Regions from separate parts of the Sus scrofa genome. Here region 2 is linked to region 1. Evidence: chromatin contacts called from public Hi-C data. All regions are on one chromosome and are shown on one strand. The core of a region is the stretch at or near the end of the contact, and the rest is flanking DNA. Distances in the headings are between cores, read along the strand shown. Region 1 holds the start of MAOA (monoamine oxidase A). Region 2 overlaps MAOA (monoamine oxidase A).

Region 1 (7,295 bases), core at 3,230-5,729:
CTTTGGCCCGAGACTCTGAATTATACATTGTCCATTGGAGGTGGGCTTTTTTTTGCCCCTCTCCCTAAAGAGAGCTGATTCAGAAGTTCTCAGGAGCAGATTTTAAAACCCTCCACCACTGGGTTTTGGACATTTGCTGTATTGGTATCAGCTCATGAGTAAGAACGAGGCAGGTAAAATCATGAGACTCAACTGCTATACTTAAAAGAACATCAAGAAATATAGACACAAAGTAAGTTCAAGTTGTCGGATATAGCATACAAGCTCTACAAGAAGGGAGGGAAATCAAGAGAGCCAGAGCATCAGGAAAAGATTCAGAGAGAACTTTTTTTTTTTTTTTTTTTTGGCCACACCTGCGGCGTGTGCAAGTTCCAGGGCCAGGGCTGGAACCTGAGCCACAGCAGTGACAACTCCTAGATCCTTAACCCGCTGAGCCACCAAGGAACCCCAAGAGGCACTTCTGTGTTAAGAAAGAAAAACAGGGAAGGAATGGAGGGACGAAATAAACTTGATGCAGCACAGTGGACAAAAGAGCAGTGTGCCTACAGCCATGTTAGGGACGGTAGGAAGTGCTACTTGTCCAACAAAGTGAGGATAGATACGTGGTGGGGGGCGGGGAGGGAGCTTGAGAGGCTGGCAAATGACCATTGAGCATCCTGAGCAGAACAAAGTGATCAAAACAATGTTTAAAAAAATCAAGTCTGGAGTTCCCGTCCTGGCTCAGTGATTAACGAATCCGGCTAGGAACCATGAGGTTGTGGGTTCGATCCCTGGCCTCACTCAGTGGGTTGAGGATCTGGCGTTGCCGGGAGCTGTGGTATAGGTCACAGACGAGGCTCGGGTCTGGCGATCTGGCGTGGCTGTGGCTGTGGCGTAGGCCGGCGGCTACATCTCCGATTCGACCCCAAGCCTGGGAACCTCCATATGCCGTGGGAGGGGCCCTAGAAAAGACAAAAGACAGAAAAAAAAAATCAAGTCTGGGAGAACACTGCAGGGTGGACATAAAGGGCCACTGGGAAGATGGTCATAACCTGGCGAGCTGAAGGGGTGAAGGGACTGTTCTGGGGTGGGGGAGACACCGGAAAACAGAGAGAGGGAACAGCCCAAAGGGAAGGTTAGAAGGATCTACTGACTGGTTGTAGAAGATTAAACAAAAGGATGTGTCAAAAATGATGGAAACGGTGGTGGTGCCAAGAACAGAGTCAAGGAAGTGAGGCAAAGAAGCTGGGTTGGAGGGCAAGGAGCCTTTCCAAATGTTGAATATGAAGTAAGAATAAGACATTCGAGTGTGAAATAACCGAGAGCAGATAAGCTACAAGACAGATGTTCAGAGGACGTATTATAGGAGTCAAACTAGAGACTTAAGAATTTTCTATAAATAAGAGAAAGGTGAAGTCCTAGAATGAAAAAGAGGGAGAGAGTGCATAAGAAAACCCCAAAGTGATGAATAGCTGAGCCCGAGGCCATTTCAAAACTAGAAGTTCCCAGGAATATGGGCACAATGAAAGGAACAGAAAAGGAGCAACCAGTGTGGAATAAAAATTCAGGATCCAATAGTGTCACAGGAAGCACAAAAGAAGTTTCAAAAAGGACTTGAAATGGATGATGGATGATGGATGATGGATAAGGGCCAGGGCATGTTGAAGATACCTTTACAAATGAGTAGGGGGTTTTCGCATCTGAAGTATTAATGGAGTACATAAAATTATTTAATTGGTGAGCGGGCAGAAAAGGGCTGTAAAATATGGCTCTGTTTTACAATTTTTAATGACAAAAGAGAGATAAAGGAAGATGCTGCTATTCTTTGTGCAGAGATAGTTATAAAAAAATGAAAGATAAGTGTTAAATGTGCCTTGTTTTTGAGGAAGGTCATTCTGAATGTGTACTCTTCTGGGAACTATTTTGTTGTATAATATAAGTAACATTGCAGATGCTAAGCACTGGCCATATCTTATAAGTATACGGGTAACATATTAAAATGTGCAAATCCTGACAAAAGTTCTAAGAGATCTCCAAAAGTATTTAAAACTGATATGGGGACTATTAAGTAACTCCTGGGGTACTGTCAAGCACACACAAAGCTGCTGTCTTTCTGAGTCCTCAAGAACCCTTGGGAAGCAATGCCTCTCACCTGCTTCTGAAACGCCAGTCTGTGTACCAGGGCTGATCCTGAACCAGATTTGCATCTACTTTTAATTGTGAACCATCTGGCAAGACATCATGGCCAGAAAGCAGTGGTTCTGGTCACTTTGGGTGTTCAAATCAAATCTGACTGATAAGAGATGGTATTAAAGGAATCCCAGGGCCTTTTCCACTGTCGCTGAAGAAGTAGAAGCTGAGTTCTGGACTAGGAGTGTGAACTACTGTGCAAAAAATGCTCCCTTCCTCCCCCCACATGGAAATGAACAATCAATAGTGAATAGTGATCATGGAAAGATCCAGGTTTTGAGGGGCCTGAAGCCTATGTAATTTGGGTGCCCTCTTTAAGAAGAATGCCAATTTACAAATGCAAGATTCAGTATGAAACCGGTTATCTATTTAGAATGAGAACCGGAAGGGCCCTGGAGCTGTCAGGCCACAGAGCATCAAGACCATCAGCTACATGGTAAATCCAGCTCTGCTCACAACCAACTACTTGGAGTAAAGTGTGGAAAGGGAGAAAGAGCCAGTGATAAGGCAGAGGAAAAATATAAAGACAAAATGCTCCTTAAGGAATAGTGACAAGAATAAAATCCCAGAAAGAACCCCGAATTGTGAAATACGGATGGTATGGAGATGGGAAAGAGGCAGAACTCCCAATCAATTGACACAAGACATTATCATCGTATTTCTTTTCCAGTGATGAAGAGTCATGCTGCTTCTAGGAGGCTTGCATACCAGAACCAGTCTTTTAGAAACACCAGTCCACTTCATTGCAGGCACTCAACAAGTGTTTGGTGAACAAATCGAATAAGCTAATGAATGAAAGGAGGGAAACGAGAGAAATACTTCTTTTTCCTCCTCTCTACCAGCACCTGCTTTTCTGATGCTCCGACGACATACCTGCATGGTTTTGCTCTAAGTGGCTGGAGTTGTCAAAGCAACAGCTCCTGCCAATCTCTTCTCTGGTGATTAAGACTGTTAGCCTGAATGGGCCAAGTCAAAAGCTTTCTCCACCCAAATTACTCTGTAAGCATGTTCAGAGTCTCCTCAAAAGACTTCTCCATAAAAATGGCTACTTTGGGGCACCCTCCTTACTCCCTCTCACCTGCTTTCTCCCTTTCTAAATCAGATCCTGCCAGTGCATTTCAGAATTGCTTAACATTCTTCCAGGTCGTGGACAGATGAGTGTGGGACTCTAGCTGGAGCTGAAACACAGTTCCTCACTTTAAGCCATTTTACCAATTATGACAACAAACCTAAGTGACAATTTAATATATGAGTCATGATGAGGTTTCCAGGAAGATCCGAGAGAAGCCTCAGGCAGCATTCAATTGGTCAGCTACACACCCAAACCAGGACGGGGTGGGGGGAAACAAGGTGGCCAGCTGGCTCATCACAGGACAAGATTCAGGCGGTGGAGAAGGAGATGAAAAGGGCATTCCCTTACCTGCCCTCAGCCGGTTTCACAGAGGGATTCTCTCCGGGCAATAAAAAGCCCTACACTTTCTGCAAGTTCCAAAAACCAACCAACCAACCAACCAAAAAAACAAAACAAAACAAAACAAAAAAAAACACCCAGGCAAGGGGTAGGTTGAAACTAAGAGCCCCCCCCCTTAAACCTTTTCCTAAATGATTCCTCTCCTTTCCAGTTACCAAATTTTCTAAGGAAAACAGGTGTAAGAAGATCGGGACTTGAGTTAACACTATGACTACCTCCATACTACAAAAATCTGTATAGTGACTGTCTGTTTAGGGCAAAGGAGGAGAAATCAAGCAAAGCAACTGCCTCAGGAATCGGAGTGGGGGTCTTAAAGGGGAGAAAATCATTGTCCCTTCCCAGGTAGGTGATCCGACCTCTGGACAGTTACCTCAGTTTCTAGGTTTTGCGAAACTGGGACGCACAGAGTACCCACCTCGCAGGACTGCTGAGGATTGAGAAAATCCACGTAAACCGCTAAATACGACTGCACGGCAAGAGCTAGTTAAATGTTAGTATTTCATAGTAGTAGTAAAATGACTGTTCCTGCCTCCCCCCGGTTCACACCGCCAGCGAAATCGGCTCAACCCCACTCCCTCCTGGCAGGATCCGGGGCCCGGCCACGGTGGCACTCTCGCGTGCACAAGAGAGGACCCCCCCAAAAATAAACCCGCCACCCTGCGACTGCAGGTCCCCCACCCCGGGCCGGCCAGGGTCCCTCGGGGCTATCGATGCAGTCCACACTGACCTGAGATGCCGCCTCCTATCACGACTACGTCGACCATGTGGCCCGCGTTGTTCGCCTTCTCCTGACGCTCCATGCTCTGGCCGAGGCTCTCCCGGGGCGTGGGGATAGGAGTGGGGCTGGCCAAGGGCGGAGCGGACTTTTCTACCGACTCTCGGGGGGAGCCCGAGGGCGGAGCCGATTCTTCCATCGATACCCGGGTGGAGTCGGGCGCTGAGGGCGGAGCGGGCCCTGGTACTGGTACTCCCGGAGAACCCGGGGGCGGAGCCCATCCTTCCACCGCTGTTAGGGGGTAACTTAACCCTAAGAGCTGGGTGGACTCTTGGGTCGACACTTGGGAGTTCATGGGTGTTAGAGGTCCTGGTATCGAACTCCGGGGCGTGCTGAGCACTGAGGGCGGGGGAGACCCTTGGATCGACACTATGGAGGAGTCGGAGAGCGGGACAGATGCCTGCACCGAACTCCCGGAGAGGCCGAACACCAAGGGCGGGGCAGACCCTCTTACCACCTCATGGGACGGTTCCAAGAGCGGGGTGGATCTTTGTTCAGATAGTCGGTGGGAGTCGGGTACTGAGGCCTGGCTGGACTGTTGTACTGACAGTCGGGGGGAGTTATAAGGTGTGGGGGGTACCTGCACCGAACCCCAGGGGGAGCCCTGTACTGAGAGCAAGGATAACCCAAGTACTGACGCTTCGGGAGTGTTAGTGGGTGGTGGAGGTGCTGGTACCGATATTCTGAGGAAACCGGGCATCGAGGGCGAGATGGATCCTTGTACTGGCCCTCGTAGGAAGTTATTGGGTCTAAGAGTTTCTGGGACTGATTCCCCAGGGGAGGCGGACACGGAGGGTGGGGTGGGCTCTTGGGGGGACAACTGGGGGGAGGCTGAGGGCGGGACAGATCCCTGTACAGATTCTGGGGGGTTGCTGGTGTTCAGGTTAGAGGCTGGGGCGGCCCCATCTGAGGTGGTCGAGCGGGGGTCAGACATGGGGATCCGGTTGCTCAGGCCGCGGGCGCCAAAGCCCCAGAGGCCAATCTTGATGTCCTTGTCAGTTATCGGGCCAGGACTGGAGCCGAGTCGCGAGGGCGCGCTGAAGCTTCGGGAGTGTGTTACGTCTGGTGAGGACGCGTTCGACGGGGAGCTGGAAAACGGACGGGAGGCAGTCCGCCACTCAGAATGGATGCTCCACGCGGATGTGGAGGACGTGGCCGCGCCCAAGGTGGAAGCCGGGTCGGAGATCCGGGCGGTTACCGGGTCCTGGGCTCTGGACGCGCGCTCTCCCTGCCGCCCGCTCCCGCCGCCGCCAGTGGAAGCCTCTGAGTAGGGAGCGCTCATTGTTCTGGAGCGCGCGGGTGGAGGGCGGGGCTGAGGGCGAGGTTCTGGTCTCCTCCGCCCCTCCCTCACAGGCGCGCTCCTCAGCCGCCCAAGTGGTGCCTGATCCGCCCTCTCGGAGGCCCGCCGCCGGAGCCAGGCTCACTCGGGGGCGGGGAAACGAGGGCTCCGCCTTCCCCGTCTGTACCGGGCGCGCGCGCGCGCGGGAAGCCCTCCCTCCTGGTGTGGCCCGGCAACGCCTCTAAAGTGGGGGGGTGTGGCCAGAGAGCGTGGGCGTGGCCACGTGGGGCTTTCAACCTGGTGCTTTCATTGTTACGCTGAAAGGCGGGGGGTAACTGGGCTGGTGCCCGGGGGGAGGGGCTGGTGCTTAGAGCAGCGCGTACTGAAGGAAGCGGACCTGGAAGGTGTGATGGCAGGGCCCCCCCCAACCTGGTCTTGCTCCTTTGTGACGTCACAAGTGGCCGTTGAGGTCTGCGCAGTCGCGTCTCGCGAGGGGGCGGGGTGAAGTGGGCACTGTGCCCAGAGGGGCACTTGGCGGTTATTTGTTCTCCGATGGGGGTTTTTTTCAAGCTGATGTTGTTGTTGTTGTTGTTTTAAGCTGATGTTCTTAACCAAAATCAAAGCAAGTAGGAGACAAAATTAAGAACTCAGCTACCACGGATGAAGTGAGACCTGAAGTTTAAAAGCGAAGGTTGAAAACAAGCAAACGAACATGTGTTAAAAAAGGGCTATTTAATGCATATGTTTTATTGTGCAGTCAGCCTCTTGTCTTGCTAGTTTTATCCCTTCCTTAAATTTCCTCCTTATCCTCCTAGAGCTGAATTTGTCATCGTTAGAACCCTCAAAAGATGTCATTTTGACAGGAATTCAAAGTGATGAGAACTCTAGGAGTTTCACTAATATCCATTCCCACTTACAAACATTTCTCTTGCCTGCCTGCCTGCCTGCCCGCCTCCCCTACCTCCAATCTGTATCAAATAATATCTTGTTGAGGAAACCGTACATAAATACAGATTTAGCTTTTTCCTTATCCGATTTTAATAGCTTTTACTTTCTAGCAAAGGAGTTGAGACTTTTGACTATAAATTGGTATACGTTTTTAGACTTTGAAGCAAAGAGAGAGGAAATAATAGATATAAAGAATTCAGCCCTTTTTTAAAAAAATGATCTTTACTCTTTCCATCATAGCTTGTTTACAGCGTTCTGTCAATTTTCTACTGTACCGCAAGGTGACCCAGTCACACATACACATATACATTCTTTTTCTCACACTATCATGCTCCCTCATAAGTGACTAGATAGAGTTCCCAGTGGTATACAGCAGAGTCTCATTGCTTATCCATTCCAAAGGCAATAGTTTGCATCTATTGAATTCGGCCCTTTCTAATGTGACTCTTTCTCCTCAGTCCCACTGCTTTGATTTCTTTTCATTCACGTATTTAATTTCATACTATGTGCTAGGCTCAGGGCAGGATACTTGGGATATACTGGGGATGCAAGTCAGTTGGAGATTTTCATTGAACACGCAGAGGAGCTGTGGAGGAAGTAACTTGGTGTGTCAAGTCAAACTCTGAGAAATACTATTTTGGAACTATCCATAG
Region 2 (7,295 bases), core at 1,837-4,336, 41 kb before region 1:
AGATGTGGGTTCGATTCCTGGCCTCACTCTGTGTTATTGCCGTGAGCTGTGGCACACGCTGCAGACATGGCTTGGATCTGGCATTGCTGTGACTGTGGTGTAGGCCGGCAACTGCAGCTCCGATTCAACACCTAGCCTGAGAACTTCCATATGCTGCAGGTGCAGCCCTAAAAAGACAAAGAAAAAAGTGTCAGCTGTTTCTCAATCCTAAACCACTTCTTGGCAAGAAAATATGACCTAAGACTGTGAGGCGGGATCTCCAGGAATACTTCTAAATGGCTATTGCTCTTTAAAAAAAAAAAATATTGGGTAAAGGTCAAGTTCATTTTGTGCCCATACTATGAATCTTTCCTAGCCTTGCAAATTGGCCTCTGCTCTCTAAAGGATAGTCTCTTGGACGCAGCAGAAGTGGTAAGGAAGAGTAGAACACGATGTCCTTGGAACCGTGCCCAAAATACTTAAGTCCCTTTGAGAAACCACAGCTTCAATCCACCAACGTTCATAATAAACGGAGATTATTGCCAGGAGAGGACTTTTTAAAAAAATTTCTCTTTTTTGGGCTGCTCTCGTGACATGTGGAAGTTCCTGGGCCAGGGATCGAATCCCCGCCACCGCAGCAACCCAACGCAAGCCACAGCAGTGACAATGCCAAGTCCAACCTGCTGAGCCATGAGGGAACTCCTTTTTCTTTACATTTTTCATTTTACTATGCCTGGATTCCATGTCTGATTTCTCTTGCTCCAAGGTAAAATCTTGTGATCATAGTAAGTGATTTATTACAGGGTAATAAATTTGGGCAGCTTTTGATCATTTTAGCAAGTTCACTATGTCTCTGGAGGTATTCAGAGGTCACATTATATATGTATTAAATTTTTAATACAGATATATGTATAGAACAGGCAGGCCTTGTTTTATGGTGCTTCACTTTACTGCGCTTCAAAGAGGCTGTTTTTGTTTTTGTTTTTACAAACTGAAGGTTCGTGGCAACCCTGTGTTGTCAGATGATAGTTTTTTTTCCCCAAAAACTATATATATATGGCTGCACTTGTGGCATATGAAAGTTCCCAGGCCAGGGATTGAATCCAAGCCACAGCTGCAACCGATGCCACAGCTGTGGCAACGCCAGGTCCTTTAACCCCCTGTGCTGGGCCGGGGATCTAACGTGAGCCTCCACAGAGGCTCTGCAGTTGGATTCTTAACCCAATGCACCACAGTGGGAACTCCAATAAAAGTATTTTTAAATTAAGGCACATACATTTTTTTAGACATAATACTCTTGCACACTTAAGAGACTACAGTATAGTGTAAACATAAGTCTTATATGCACTAGGAAACAAATTTGTATAGCTCAGTTCATTGCAATATTTGCTTTATTGCAGTGGTCTAGAAATGAACCCGCAATATCTCTGAGGAAGGTATGCCTCTGTGTGTGTGTGTGTGTGTGTGTGTGTATGTGTGTCCGTGTGTCTAATTTGTATAAACCTAGCTGATACTGAGCAGAGGCAGAACCAGAGTTCATGTCTCTAGGCCTTTGGTTCAGACTCCCCTGGCCCGACCTGTGTGCCTTAGTCTCCATGTCAGAAAGATTGGACCTGCAGCGCCACTGAGCTGAAGGCTCCTGGAGATCACGGGCACGAGTGAATACTGATCTTGAGAGAGACATGGTCCCAAAGATTGACTGAGCTGCCTAAGTCATAAACCTCTTCAGCTTCCTCTGACAGACTAGAGCCCTTAGCCATTTTCTGCAACGCATTAAACTGAATTATGTACATGTCTTACCTTCTGGACTAGTCTCAATACACACATAAGAAAGACTATGCTTCACTGTGTATCTCCTACATTGCCTTGCAAATACCAAAGTCCTATGAAATGCTTGTTAAATGAAGGAATAAAAGAATAAAAGGAGTGGAATTCCTTTTCTTTCTTTCTTTCTTTTTTTTTTTTTTTGGTCTTTTTAGGGCCAAATCTGTGGCATATGGAAGTTCCCAGGCTAGGGGTCAAATCAGAGCTGCAGCTGCAAACCTACACCACAGCCACAGCAATGTGGGTTCTGAGCTTCAACTGCGACCTACACCACAGCTCACAGCAATGCTGGATCCTTAACACGTTGAGTGAGGCCAGGGATTGAACCCGCATCCTCATGGATCCCAGTCGGGTTCGTTACCACTGAGCCATGATGGGAACTCTGAATTCCTACTTTTTTTATAGACCAACCCCTATCACACCCAGCTTCCTGAGGCCCCAGAAAGGGTCCACTCTCTTTCTAGGCAAATAACCCCTCCTTTTCCCACCTCAGACAAGACCTTCTAAGAAATGTCAATTTTGTACTGACTTTTCATTGTTGATTCCACATGCACACCTTTTCGAAAATAGCCATAATCAATATTACCATCAAATTTACCAGAACTCTCTATGTGTAAGGTGCTGAAAGCGAAGAGAAAGATGAAAGACTTACTTTCTTAGGGAACCTAAATCCCTGAAAACATGTCCTATGCTAGCATTCATTTCTCACTCTGATCTTTATGGATGCAATACGAAAATGAGTGCCAAGGTCATAAATCTTGGGAATCCTGGCTTAAATAGCTTTTTGCCTTTTTAACTGCCAGTCCTTATAAGACTCCTAATCTGCTAATAGACATCTTGGCTCCCAAAAAGTAGGGAGAGGAATATGGAGAACTTCCAAAATTTATCTGACCAACAAACCCCGTCTTTCGTAAACACTTTTGGGATTAATGTTGCTTGGGAAATATTCCCTCAGGCATGTTTTCTTTTTTCTGACTGGCACTGGTGGGGGCCTGAGAAAACAGAGGAAAACGCAGGCTAGAAAGAAGACTACAATAACCAGAAATTTTTTTCCCCCAAATGCCACGAATGGGAATACATTCTCATGCATACCTCCCCCGCACAAAAGGGCACATCATCCCACAACACTGAGTCCAACAGGAGAAATAAAATGAAATCACTTGTACATCTTGCCAAAACCGCAAGTGCTCCGTGCCAAGTCTCAGGTCTGGGCCTCTACCCCCTTGGAACAGGGCAGTACAGAGAGGAAGTACATCAGTTCGAGAAGGGCAAGGGCAAAGAGCTTCTTGCCAGATGGGCTGTTAATGGAGTGCATCCACTCTGTGTACCCAGGGACCAGAGAGACACAGCCCAGCCCCTCTCTTGGATGGAACTCCATCAGTGATGGCTCCTGCGATCTTGATGGCAGAGATGTGATGAGGGCTTGTGGTGGGAGGGCGGGTGGACCAGGACCCACCAGATTCTCGGCACAGTCTTCCCAAAATTTGGGCATCAGAAAAAAAATTTTTTTGGCCATGCACAAGGCATGTAGAAGTTCCAAGGCCAGGGATGGAACCGACACCACGGCAGTGACAACACCAGATCCTTGACCCGCTGAGCCACCAGAAAATTTCAGAAAAAAATTTTTTTAATCTACAGATGAGGGGAAAATCATGGATGCTCAGGACTTCATTAGTGGGTGCCCAAATAATTATGTAGATTAGTGAGTAACTGTACCAACGTCTGGGCCCCAGGGTATACATTCATCACCAGGCCAAGAAGCTTGAACCAATGGTGACTTCTTCCCATGTGTCTAGAGCCTGATGGTTTTTTTTCGGAGACGTTTATCTGCTGGATACGGCTGTGGAAACTAGGCCACTGGGTACTTTGGCAAACACACAAAATTAAATCTCAGCCTGAGGTTCACTGTGTACCATTCGAGTCTGACAAATTACATGAGAGCTATGGGAATGAAAGGAAATGGACTAATAGTTCTGTAATTGTTTTGTTTGAAAAACCTGACAGGAGAAAAGTCTTTTAAATGAAAAGGACTCAGTTCAACAGCTTTTGGGATCAAAGTGCTCATTACATTTAACTCTAATTAACACTGTGATTTTCTGTGATTTCACCTGGAATTTTCTTCTTCCAGTTAACATTAAACCCAAGCACAAGGCAAAAACATAAAATAAAATGAAGTGCTATGAAAACAATACTGGGCTGTTCAAATATAAAGTATCTCTCCCAAGACTAAACCAAGATGAAATAGAAAAGATGAATGGACCAATCACGAGAACTGAAATTGAAACTGTGATTAAAAAACTTCCAACAAACAAAAGTCCAGGACCAGATGGCTTCACAGGCGAATTCTATCAAACATTTAGAGAAGAGCTAACACCTATCCTTCTGAAACTATTTCAAAAAATTGCAGAGGAAGGTATACTCCCAAACTCATTCTATGAGGCCACCATCACCCTGATACCAAAACCAGACAAAGATACCACAAAAAAGAAAACTACAGGCCAATTTCACTGATGAATATTGATGCAAAAATCCTCAACAAAATACTAGCAAACCGCATCCAACAATACATTAAAAGGATTGTACATCATGATCAACTGGGATTTATCCCGGGATGCAAGGGTTCTTCAATATCTGCAAATGCATCAGTGTGATACACCACATTAACAAACTGAAAAATAAAAACCATATGATCCTCTCAGTAGATGCAGAAAAAGCCTTTGAAAAAACCCAATACCCATTTTTGATAAAAACCCTTCAGAAAGTGGGCATAGCGGGAACCTACCTCAACATAATAAAGGCCATATATGACAACAACATATATGGCCACAGCGAACATCATTCTCAATGGTGAAAAGCTGAAAGAACTCCCACTGAGATCAGGAACAAGACAAGGTTGTCCACTCTCACCACTACTCTTCAACATAGTTCTGGAAGTCCTAGCCACAGTGATCAGAGAAGTAAAAGAAATAAAAGGAATCCAAATTGGAAAGGAAGAAGTAAAACTATCACTATTTGCAGATGACATGATACTATACATAGAGAATCCTAAAGACTCTACCAGAAAACTGTTAGAACTCATCCATGAATTTGGCAAAGTCTCAGGATACAAAATTAATATGCAGAAATCGATGGCATTTCTATACACTAACAATGAAAGAGCAGAGAGAGAAATTAGGGAAGCAATCCCATTTACCATTGCATCCAGAAGAATAAAATACCTAGGAGTAAACCTACCTAAAGAGACAAAAGACCTGTACTCTGAAAACTATAAGACACTGATAAAAGAAATCAAAGATGACACAAATAGATGGAAAGATACACCATGCTCATGGATTGGAAAAATTAATATTTTCAAAATGACTATATTACCTAAGGCAATATACAGATTCAATGCAATCCCTATCAAATTACCAAGGACATTTTTCACAGAACTTGAACAAAATATTTCAAAATTTGTGTGGAAGCACAACAGACCCAGAATAGCCAAAGACATCCTGAAAAAGAAAAATGGAGCTGGAGGAATCAGGCTCCCAGACTTCAGACTATACTACAAAGCAACAGTCATCAAAACTGTATGGTATTGGCACAAAGACAGAAATATAGATCAGTGGAACAGGATAGAAAGCCCAGAATTAAACCCACACACCTACAGCCAACTCATCTATGACAAAGGAGGAAAGAATATACAATGGAGAAAGGACAGCTTGTTCAATAAGTGGTGCCAGGAAAACTGGACAGCCACATGGAAAAGAATGAAATTAGAACACTCCCTAACACCACACACAAAAATAAACTCCAAATGGATGAAAGACCTAGATACAAGACTAGACACTATAAAACTCTTAGAGGAAAACACAGGCCAAATACTCTCTGACATAAACGACAGCAACATCTTCTCAGATCCACCTCTCAGAGTATTGACAGTAAAAACAAAAATAAACAAATGGGACCTAATCAAACTTCAAAGTTTCTGCACTGCAAAGGAAACCCTAAACAAACAAAAAGACAACCCACAGAATGGGAGAAAATCTTTGCAAATCAACTGACAAGGGATTCATCTCCAAAATTTATAAACACCTTCTGCAGCTCATACCAAAAAAACAAACAACCCCATCAAAAAATGGTCAAAAGATCTAAACAGACGATTCTCCATAGAAGACATACAGATGGCCAAAAAACACATGAAAAGATGTTCAACATCACTCATTATTAGAGAAATGCAAATCAAAACCATTCTGAGGTACCACCTTACACCAGCCAGAATGGCCATCATCAAAAAGTCTACAAACAATAAGAGCTGGAGAGGGTGTGGAGAAAAAGGAACTCCAGTACACTGTTGGTGGGATTGTAAATTGGTGCAACCACTGTGGAAAATAGTATGGAGATTCCTCAGAAAACTAAACATAGAACTACCATTTGATACAGCAATCCCACTCCTGTGCATCTATCCAGAGAAAACCACGACTCGCAAAGACACAGGTACTCCAATGTTCACTGCAGCACTGTTTGCAATAGCCAAGACATGGAAACAACCTCAATGTCCATCGACAGGGGCGTGGACCAAGAAGATGTGGTACATATACACAATGGAATATTACTCAGCCATTAAAAGGAACGAAATACTGGCATTTTTAGCAACATGGATGGACCTAGAAATTATCATACTAAGTGAAGTCAGCCATACAATGAGACACCAACATCAAATGCTTTCACTGACATGTGGAATCTGAAAAAAGGACAGACTGAACTTCTTTGCAGAACAGATGCTGACTCACAGACATTGAAAAACTTATGGTCTCCAGAGGAGACAGTTTGGGGTGGGGAGATGTGCTTGGGTTATGGGATAGAAATCCTGTGAAATTGGATTGTTATGATCATTATACAACTACAGAGTGATAAATTCATTTGAGTAATTAAAAAAACAAATATAAAGTATCAACATTATCATCATTTGTCTCTTTTCAGTTTCAAGTTCTGTGTTTGCTAAGGTTAATTATCAACTAGGCTTTCACATCTGTTTTTGGGTTTTTTTGGGTTTTTGGTTGGGTTTTTTGTTTTTTTGTTTTTTTGGGCCGCACACGCAGCATATGTAGGTTCCCAGGCTAGGGGTCAAATTGGAGCTACAGCTGCTGGCCTACACCACAGCTCACAGCAACACAGGATCCTTAACCCACTGAGGAAGGCCAGGGATCAAACCTGCAACCTCATGGTTCTTATTTCACATCTGTTTTGTCTGTCCCTCTCTCACTCACTTCTATAGGACCTTGAACCAAATACTTGCATTCTGACAACTTTCTCCTATCTTGAAAGTAAGGTAACCATCTTTTACTAAAATTCTGAGATCCATTCAGTTTTCAAAAGGTATTCATGGAGTTCCTGTCATGGCTGAGCAGTAACGAACCCGACTAGTAACCCTGAGGATTCGGGTTCAATCTCTGGCCTTGCTCAGTGGGTTGAGGATCCGGCATTGCCTCAAGCTGCAGGGTAGGTCA

The links. A called contact is a pair of places that touch in the nucleus more often than the background predicts.
Region 2: a Hi-C map of subcutaneous adipose tissue shows a contact between it and region 1, with 1.9 times the contacts expected there. The contact joins the enhancer-like site here to the promoter of MAOA in region 1. A contact is called at or near these places in 1 of 5 promoter capture datasets (liver), 7 of 47 Hi-C or Micro-C datasets (heart right ventricle, liver, omental adipose tissue and 3 more) and 1 of 2 datasets of contacts at active chromatin or transcription factors (skeletal muscle).

Annotation. Positions count from the first base shown.
Region 1 is chrX:38,927,639-38,934,933 of Sscrofa11.1, reverse strand. MAOA (monoamine oxidase A) reads right to left here and starts at 4,479. Exons shown (of 15, transcript NM_001001640.1): 1 at 4,368-4,479. The coding sequence starts at 4,440.
Region 2 is chrX:38,967,317-38,974,611 of Sscrofa11.1, reverse strand. All of the region lies in intron 3 of MAOA (monoamine oxidase A), which reads right to left. Among named protein-coding and RNA genes, the nearest start is that of MAOA, 41 kb to the right of the region's middle. Within about 2 kb of position 3,086, at least 7 of the 83 cell types and tissues checked have an H3K27ac peak or open chromatin away from gene starts, as enhancers often do. A contact at or near this core is called in retroperitoneal adipose tissue and subcutaneous adipose tissue, where this site is marked.